Linked DNA regions of Mus musculus: all the other regions are linked to region 2. The links are chromatin contacts, called in public HiCAR-type and HiChIP or PLAC-seq maps. All regions are on one chromosome and are shown on one strand. Each heading gives the region's core, a stretch centred on a gene start, on an enhancer-like site or on the middle of the called end of the contact. The rest is flanking DNA. Distances are from core to core; before and after follow the strand shown.

Region 1 (3,065 bases), core at 209-2,708, 2.8 Mb before region 2:
TACAATTCCAGACATTTTCATTAGCAGCCCTCACACATGAATCTTCTCTCAAAGTGGCTCTTGTGGCTTTCCACAATTGACCTGACCTATCTCTAGCCTCTCCCAGTTCCAACCCACCTAGATCACTAAGGGAAAATTTACATTCTTAAAGCAATGCTTTGATTAAGTTCCCCGGTTTCAAAACCATTTATCTCCACCCTCGAGCTTCTGAGTTAAGGCCAAGCTGTTAAAGCCCTGTAATAATCCCGCACACCCAGTATATTCTGACCACCACCACGCTTGTATACAAGGCAACCTGGTACTCTCAGTGTCCCAGGAATGGACAGGTGGCCCTTACTCCCCCACTGATTTGCCTATAGATCAGATGCCTGAAACCACCGTTCCCTCCCTATTCGCTCTGAAAGAACATTCCTGAAGGTGTTCTACTAGGCGCAATGGAAGCCAAGCCCGAGCTCTCTGCCTCGAAATGAAGTGGGTGGGAAAGGGGTGGAGGTGAGGGTGGGGGTGTTGCGATTTGTACCCCTTTCAGGGAAGGTTTGCATCTCCAACTGCCCAGTGAAGCGGGAGGCTTTCCCCCACCAAGACACAGTCCAGCTCTAGGCTCAAGCACTGCAGGAAAAAGGAAAAATCCAAAGCCTGGGAAGATGCCTAGCAAACTCTGGACTTCCAACAAACATCTCTTGATGGTATTGAAAAACATTCAAGATAGTAGACTTTATTCACGTAAGGTTACTGTTCTCCACCAGCCGCCCTTTCTTCTCAAGGCCAGGGACTTTTTCCTTCATCCCCGCCTGCCTCAGGCAAGAAAAAAAAAAAATCAAATACCTTAATTTTGATTAAAATTGGCCTTTGATATATATGAAACAAATTTTCCTGTCTAACTGTGTAAGAAATGAGAAACTTCGTAAATCTCTCTTCCTTAATCCCTATCCAGCATTGAAATTCTGCTTTCTTGAAAAGAACTGACCTGGATCGCTTCTTATTAAAAAAAAAAAAAAAAAAAAAAAAACTTTGTATCTTGTCTGAAGAGTCAAATCACCCCAAAAATCTCCATTCAAGAAAAATGTTTGTTGTGAAATGAGATGTCAGGGTGAACGGTCTACAGACAGAGCAGTTCACAGATACTGAGCCGGTTTAAAAAAAAAAAAGCCACATTGAACCCCCAATTAGACCTTAGTCTAGGGGTGCCAAAAGCGTCTTCGCTACCCCTGTGCTCTCTAAGCTGTTGATTCAGGGGTTTTTCTAGAACAGAAAAAGCCTCCTATCATGGACCGCGCTGTTTGTCACCCTTCCCTTACTAAAGAGTGTACGTGCGATGTTTATCTGAGATCTCTGTCGCGCTTAGTCAGTCATCTAGCTCAGCCACCTACAGGAGCACGTTTCCTTAAATCAGAGACGCGTGGACTCTACAGGAGAACTACACTACCCAGCAGGCCTCGCGCCTTTCGCAGGAAGGACGTCTGCGCACTAAGATACTCAGTTCCAAGTTTGGAGCTTTTAGCTGCCAGCCCTGGCCCATCATGTAGCTGCAGCACAGCCTTCCCTAACGTTGCAACTGGGGGAAAAATCACTTTCTAGACTGTTTTGCAAGGTGTGCAATTCCACCTTGACTCCCTGAAAGTCCATCTGCTGCATCGGTCAAGAGAAACTCCACTTGCATGAAGATTGCACGCCTGCAGCTTGCATCTTTGTTGCAAAACTAGCTACAGAAGAGAAGCAAGGCAAAGTCTTTTGTGCTCCCCTCCCCCATCAAAGGAAAGGGGAAAATGTCTCAGTCGAAAGGTAAGAGACTGTTTGCATTAGTTGCAAAAAATGCAAAGGCTTATGCATGCATTCGTGAATGCATGGATGCAATTTTCGCCCGGCGATTGCATTTTTAAGTTTGAGGTTTGCCACAGCTCAGTTGCATTTCCTGTTTAGTGTGTGTCTTTTTCTTTCTTTCTTCCTTTCTTTTCCTTTTCTTTCCTTTTCTTTTCCTTTTCTTCTCCTTTTCTTTTCTTTCTTTTCTTTTCTTTTTTCTTTTTTTGCAGACACAGAGAGTTCCTGTAAGGCAGGGCTTGCAGTTGAGCTGTGCATTGACATTATTTGCATTCTTCTGCTAGGATTACCGAGCCTTTCTGCCTTTTGCACGGTCAGGAGAGATATAGCAGGTTGGTAGCGTCCAAATGTGCAATGCTTTATATAATAGTACATTTCTTTAGTATGCACGCATATTCACAGTAATTTTGTGTGCAACAGGAATCCAAACTTTCAAAAAGTCTCAGAGGTGAAGATGAAAGGCAAACCTCGCTTTAAACTAGCAGGAAATTTCTGTGATCTTCTATTCTTTGGGGGGAAGGAACCACTGCGGTGGCAGCATTCAGCTTACATTTTTATTGATTTCGCTGTGGACATTAGGCAACTTTTGATTTTTTAAGGGAAGTAAAGGTGAAGTCTGGAGAGCAGTGTATTATTATTATTATTTAAAAAAAAAAGTCTTGCTCTTCCGAGGTTTTATACTTTGTATCAGTTGCTTGCAGAGGGGAAGACCTCAATGTGTTGGCCATTTGGAAGATGCTTTTGTGTGTGGGGGAGGATTTCAGGGGGTGAGCGTGTTTGTGAGCATTAGAGCAAACCTGAGACTTTACTGTCTCATTGGCAACTACAGTGAAATCTTCTAAGTGTGTAACTGCATAGACTTGGTCAGAAGTTCAGGACTATGGTTGCCTTCTTTTTCTTTTTCAAATTTAATTAAAAAAATGTTTTGTAAGGTTGTATTTTGCAAACTTACTGATGTTCTGTAGAGGGAACTAAAAAAAAAAAAAAAAAAAAAAAAAAGTCCTGCATGGAGAAACTGCAGAGCTGCTTAGGTGCCTGCTGGAAGACCTTTAATGGCTTGTTTCGAGAGCAATCTTCCTTAACATAGAGAAATCTGATGGCATCTGAGAAAAGCCCCAAAATGAAGAGGTGTGCTAGGTTAACTGGGGCCACCTCTAGAGCAAGATCTGGGGACATTAAAGTATCCAATAAGCTTTGGCCACACTGTGTTTGGAGGTGTGATACCATTTAATTCTACCGGATGAACA
Region 2 (3,365 bases), core at 526-3,025:
CTACAGAAACGTGCACCTGGCAGAAAGCGTCCGGTCGCCACAATGCTAGATACACAGCGCTTCTTACTGGAGAACCGTCCAGAACCAGCCTGGGCATCCACAAGCACCTGGGTGGAACCAGGGGCAGCAGGACCCCAGTTTCTGCAGGACAGTCAAGACTCATAATACTTCATTTAAAACATTTTTTTTTCTTCCTATGCTGCCTAGCCTGCCCTCCTTGCGCAGGTGCTGACTGAGACCTCAGGGCTCCTGGGCACTCACCAAAGCCAGTCCCTGGCTGAATAGCTTCCTCTGTTGGAGGGAGTTCTGGGGTGGGAAATGGACCACCACACACACACACACACACACGTTCCAAAAGAACACCTCAGGACTGCTGACAGGGATCGGTGGGGGAGGGGAGAAGAAATCCATATCTGGAAATTGTCCCCAGGAAACCAGGACCAGGGGGAAAGTTCTGGAATTAAGGGTGAGAGCCCAGGAGGGAAAAGGAAACAGAGGAACCTGGTGTAATTTAGGGTGGGGAAGCTCTATCATTCATTCAACAAACACCTACTCTCAGACAACCTCGTGACAGGTACCAACCTCCCTACTACAACGCAATCACAAAAGGACAAGGAGGAGAGAGACCTATTATTGAGTACTGACTCCTATGATTTACAGTTATGTCTCAAGACCTAAGGCAAAAGTCTTCTTCATCATAAAAGTCACACCAAGAGGAGGAGGATGGTAGGTGCAAACACTGGACCAAATTCCTGCCCTGGTAAACTGTACTCACATGGTGGCCAATACCCATCTCTCCATCAACTCCACAGCAGCCCAGTCCTGAAAATAATGCAGTATCCACCAAGCGCTCCCACGGCTACCCAGCCCCCGTGGCCTCTTGCAAACACTGTGCCTCAGCAGCCCGCTGCGTGCAATGGGCAGCTTCCTGGAGAGGCATGGCTAGCAAAGCAAAGGGTCCCAAAGGACCAACCCTGCCAAAAGGCAAGTGCCAAGAAGGCAGGCGCTCTCTGTCCTGGCGCGGGGTAACCAATGGCTTATCCATGCCGCAGGACAGGACGATGAGCCCAGAACAGCCGCTGACTACAGAGATCTGAGCTAGTAGGGTCCACCTGAGGGTTGCTAAAATGATTTCCCGGACGTCAATCCTTAAACCTTCAAAAACCAACACAAGGCTAAAGAAGGGCAAATCAAATCCACAACTGCGCACTGCGGGGGGGAAACTTACCTCCAGGTGAAAGAGCGGCTGGGAGATGGAAAGACAACCCACGGATGATGGAGACCAGGTCGAGAGTCTTCTAAATCCAGTTGATAAGCACCAAGTAATCCACGTTAGGGGAACCCCAACCCTTTACCCCACTGTCCATCCAGCGCCCAAAGCCAAAGTGCGGCCACCACGCCGCGGCCCCGCGTGGGTAGCGCGGAGATTACGCGCTTCGCCTCCCAGGCGGCTGCCGCGCTATCTCCAGGAGCGGACCGGCGCCAAGAGCAGCGGGCGGAGGCCACCGAGGGCTCTGACCCGTGCATCCCGCCTCCTCGTACAGCTCTGCGCCTTTCTTCTATGAGCATCGCCAACGCAAACACACAATCCGCGCTAGGAGAAACCCCTATGGCGAATCCAGACTATCCTAATAGAAGCCTCGGGTTTGTAGTCGGGCAAGGATCCTGTGGTACAGGGAGGACGCTCGCCAGGCAGCAAAGCCCTGGAGGCGCAGAACCACAGCGTACAGCCCGAAACAGAAGAAGTGAACACTTTCTGCGCCACCACTGAGCTCTGCGAGCCGTTGGGCCATTCCAGCCTTTTTTATAGAGACGGGTTTGCGGGTGGGCACGGCCAGAGGGCGGAGTAAAGTGGTCGATTGGCCGAATGGTATCCTGGGAGTTGTAGTTTTGTCTTCTTACTCCTTCCGCTCATGGAGAATATTGGCAAAGGGTAGACTCACCACAGCTACCTCCCTTCGCAAACTTTGTAACGAAGAGATTCCATTCTGTTCTGGAATTTATCTCTTCTTCTAGAAGTTATCTCGTTGCCTTAGTTTCTTTTCCGTTGCTGTGATAAAATACTGTCAAAAGCAACTGACACTAAACAGCCACTTAATTTTTGACAAAGGAGACAAAGTCATACATTGGATTGCATATTTTCACCTTGTAAATAAATCAACTCAAGGCTGCATGAAAACAAAAAGCTGTGGAAAGCAAAGGAACCTGTAGAGTTAAGTGACAGCCCACAGAAGGGGGAAATCTGTGCCAGCTACAAGGGGTTACTATCTAGAATTTGCAAAGAAACGCAGACATTAAATACCAAAGAGGTAAAACTGCCAATCAAGAAACGGGCAGCTGAACTGAATTGACAGAGAGAGAGAGAGAGAGAGAGAGAGAGAGAGAGAGAGAGAGAGAGGAAAGCCAAGAGGAAAGGGAACTCAGATGGATAATAAAGGAAATGCAAAATAAAACTCTGATGAGATCTGTCCCACCCCAGTGAGAATTACTGTTGTCGACAAGTCTGTCAGGACACATTGGAGAAGCTGGGCAGAGGGAGTAGCCCTTACTCACTGTTGGTGGGAGGGGGAGTTAATTCAGCCAGTGTTCAGGTAGATCAGTTGGGAGATTTCTCGAAAAGTTGAAAATAGAGCTGCCCATATGACCCAAAATTTTACTCCTGGGTATATACCCAGAGAAGTCCATATCCTACCATAGAGTTTTTTGCACACACACACACATACACATACACACACACACATACACATACACACACACACATACACACACACATACACACACACACACACACACACACACACACACATACACACACACACACACACACACACACACACACACACACACACACGGTGTTTATTGATGCTTTATTTGCTACAGCAAAAAACCCAGCCTCAATCAAGATGTCAATCAGCAGATAAATGGATAATGAGAATCTGGTATGTATACAAAATGAAATACTATTCAGCTCTTAGGGAAAACTGAAATTTCAAAATTTTTGCAGGAAAATGGATGGGCTTAGAGTGGATAATATTAAGCAAGGTCATATAATCTCAGAAAGAAAAAGCCGTGCCATCTGCTTCATATGAGGAACCTAGCCAAAGCTCTGTGTATACACGTAAACAAGTACACGTGGGCACAGAATAACGTGAAGAAAAGAGAACAAGAAAGCCCAAAATATAACGGAAAGAAGAACTAACTGCAGGTAGTGGTCACAGTTGCAAAAGACAATGCAAAACCAATCGCTTTTATGGTTCTAACACTTTATTTTTTCTATTTTTTTTTTTTGTGGCGGGTGAGCACATAAAAATAAAATGGGAAATGGCAGTGTAATATATATTATATACATATAATATATATACTAT
Region 3 (3,138 bases), core at 596-3,095, 2.9 Mb before region 2:
CTGGGCCTCCAATAATTTACATGTTAAACAACGTGCATGGCTGCCATTCCCCCGAGAACTCTAAACCACAGAAACGTAAATGCCATCCAGTTTAACTATACTTTTAAATTAAGATTTAATTTTTTGAAAAGAGCTGCTAATCTGTCTAGCAATGCACTGAAAGAGAAACCTATCCAGCTATTTTACTGGCTTCATAATGGGTATAATAAACCTTTAAATTTAACAGAAGGCATCATAAACGCTTTCTTCGCTGATCTTTTAAAATTTACCAAAAGTAGTGACATAAAGCAAGATACTAATGCCAGTAAAGTTTGACCTAAGTTTTATGACAGAACGCCTTGCTGGAGGAAAACGATGTAACAGTACCCATATGGCAAGTCAGCTAATAGTTTTCTTTATATATAATGTTTATAAAAGTATAAAGTTTGCACTGTATAAAAGTTTTAAGTTTGCACTTAAAACTATTTCCAGTGTAATCTACACACTAATGAGGACTACAATTTATATTAGTATGAGTTGCTTTTATATAATTACTCTTTCAATTAAACTCAATGGCAGACATTACATACTATATTCATCTAGGAACTTTAGGAACAAAATGATTACCTGGCATGTAACGAACATATTAATAAATTTATGCAAAATTTAAGAGTTCCCTATGTTTAATAGAATTTGAAGTTTTGCATTATCAAGGACACATCTGCCTAAATGACCCACATTCAAAGATCACTGTCTCTTAAATCTGCTTTCAGGATAAACACACACAAAGTGTTCTCATAATGTTCTTATCTATTGAGTCTTCTCTGACGAGACATAAAAATGCTCTCTGGGCAAACATAAAATAGAGTGAGGAAAGCACCAGGATTAGAGAGTCTGGAATCTCAGAGGGAGAATCTCAGTACCTCATTTTTTTCCCCAGCTGGGACCTTAATAAAGTTATTTAACCTCTTTAAGACCCATATTTCCCACACAGAGTACCATCTCCAACCTCAGAGCAGCTGTCAAGATGAAGTAATACTGACCCTGGCTCTGAGCCAGGATCTAACCTCATCTGGGGCTCCAGAATGTCCTTAATTTTTGTCCTCAGACTTGATTCTTTGAAAACGTAAAGCGAAGCTTTTAGAGAGCTGGGGCGAAAATCCTCAACTCCGACTGCCCCAGAGGCCGCTGTCCCCCATGGACCTCGCTTTCTCCTCCTCCCTGAAACCTTTCCGCGCCTGGGAATCTTCGTTAGCTATGTTTGGGGAATTCAGATTATTTTCAACCCCAAAACCGTGTCACGAGCTCTGCGGCTTTTCCTCTCACCCCGAGTCCTCTGGTCACACATGATCCGCTACCCGATCTGCGCCCCAAGTAGGGCGATGCTCCTGAGCCCTCAGGGGGAAAACTGACTTCGGTTTGGTTTGGGCTTTTATTTAATTTCGGTTTGTCCTTTCTTTTCCTTCTGCCTCTCTAGAAGTTCTGAGGATGTCGCTAGCCCAGGGATCCCTGTCAGCGCCCGCCACCCGCCAGCATCCTCCGGCTCCCCGCGGCCCGCCACACCCTCCCCTCTCCTCATTCCCTAGCTGCTCGGCCATCTCCACGGTCCATGCCCCGTCCCCGCCGCCGCGTCACCTCTCTCCGCAGACACGAATGGCGAGCGACCTCGAGCGCCGCGGGCCTCGGCGTCTCCTCACCCCGGCGTCGCAGCCGCAGCGCTGTCAGGCCCAAGCCGCGAGCTTACCTGCGGCGACCGCGACCGCGGTAAGTGACGGAGCTCGGAAATTCTGCGCGGAGACGCGGTCCGCGAGGCCGAGCGCGCGCGTGCCCGCCGCCCCGCTACGCCGAGAGAGCCGCGCGCGCCGCCGGAGACACGCCCCCTGCCCGCCCCTGAATGCACCTGAGGGCGGGGCGTGCGTAATGCGCGTGCTCCTGGAGCTCGAGACGGGAGCGCGCTTGGGGGCGGGGCTACTGGGGGCGGGGCTCCGGCGGAGGTGAGCGCGGCGAACGAGTCGCAGAGTACTTGGTTGGACCTGCCGACTCTAGCTCAGGTGCTCAGAACCTCCTGGGGAGCTCGCCGCACCCTCCACCGAGGCTCGATGGGTTTGAGGAGACTTCTGTCGCCTCAAGAAGGACGGCCTTGGTTCTCCACCCTCCCATCTGCCTCTGTTCCCTTGTATTTAAAGAGTTGATAAAAGTCTGACACTCCTCCCTCTTGCTGCAGCGTCCTCCCTCCTCGTTTCTGTAAAGACTGCCTTCTCCTCTCCAACCTCAGACTACCACCTTGAACATCCTACCGGTTCCTTCAAACATCCTCCGAAAATCTGCAAGTGTTGACTTCTGGCAAAGACTATATACCACGCTTAATTTTTACTTAAAATGCAAACTGATGTTTGGAATGTCGTTACCCAAAGTGATCGAAACAAGGGCCAAAGGTATTGCAAAGTAAAGTTCACAATACCAAAATTACACATCCCTGAGGAAGACTGATCCTTTCTTATCCAGAAGCCACAAACTGCCAATTCATAACACACACACACACACACACACACACACACTATTCATGCTGGAATTTTTGCTGGCTTGATACTGAATGTGTCTGGTGTGTGCAGTCCCCAGTGCTATGTGTTACAGTTACTTTCGAAAACATCTTCAGCTCTGTGAATGTGAACATTCATACATATTTTGTGTATGTGTGTGTAGTTCTCAAATTGAAAACTAAGTCTATAGAATGTGTTCTGCTTTATTATAGATGTGGACGTTTTGCCTGCATGTGTGTGTACACTATCATAGAGCCTGACACAATGATATCTTTCCTCTCAAACACCCCACTTGGCACCATAGTATCCCTTTCACTGTCTTACATGCTAATCTCTTCAGCTACATCATATGTAGCCTGAAGTTAAGAACTTTTTCTTATACCAATTTAAATTTTCAGGTCTTGCGAATCATAAACTATGGTAAATACTGCTAATAATACTACTGATGAGAGAAAACACCTACAAGAAAGGTATGTAAATATTTTTATCTTCACAAAAAATACCTACTCACTTAACAAAATTGCACCCATAGAAACAGAAAATATTAAAATTCTATTATAGGAGTGGACTTGTAGTTCAGTGATAGTCTGCTTGCCTAGATTGTACAAGGTCCTGGCTT

What was found. HiCAR-type assays count read pairs that join an accessible place to other places. HiChIP or PLAC-seq counts read pairs in DNA pulled down with a chosen protein or histone mark.
Region 1: a contact with region 2 is called in an H3K27ac HiChIP or PLAC-seq map of embryonic stem cells, with 16 times the contacts expected there. The contact joins the promoter of Map2k6 here to the promoter of 2610035D17Rik in region 2. A contact is called at or near these places in 3 of 115 datasets of contacts at active chromatin or transcription factors (astrocytes, embryonic forebrain and embryonic stem cells).
Region 3: a contact with region 2 is called in a HiCAR-type map of astrocytes, with 7 times the contacts expected there. The contact joins the promoter of Abca5 here to the promoter of 2610035D17Rik in region 2. A contact is called at or near these places in 2 of 39 promoter capture datasets (hippocampal neurons and pre-B cells) and 2 of 115 datasets of contacts at active chromatin or transcription factors (astrocytes and stem cell-derived neural progenitor cells).

Annotation. Positions count from the first base shown.
Region 1 is chr11:110,397,644-110,400,708 of GRCm38.p6, forward strand. Map2k6 (mitogen-activated protein kinase kinase 6) reads left to right here and starts at 1,459. Exons shown (of 12, transcript NM_011943.3): 1 at 1,459-1,782. The coding sequence starts at 1,767.
Region 2 is chr11:113,200,063-113,203,427 of GRCm38.p6, forward strand. It overlaps 2610035D17Rik (RIKEN cDNA 2610035D17 gene), which reads right to left and starts at 1,776. Exons shown (of 3, transcript NR_015556.2): 1 at 1,229-1,776. 4732490B19Rik (RIKEN cDNA 4732490B19 gene) reads right to left here. Exons shown (of 4, transcript NR_040276.1): 4 at 3,253-3,365.
Region 3 is chr11:110,335,871-110,339,008 of GRCm38.p6, forward strand. Abca5 (ATP-binding cassette, sub-family A (ABC1), member 5) reads right to left here and starts at 1,846. Exons shown (of 39, transcript NM_147219.2): 1 at 1,615-1,846. Gm39445 (a long non-coding RNA gene) reads left to right here and starts at 1,968. Exons shown (of 3, transcript XR_880289.1): 1 at 1,968-2,414; 2 at 2,918-2,989.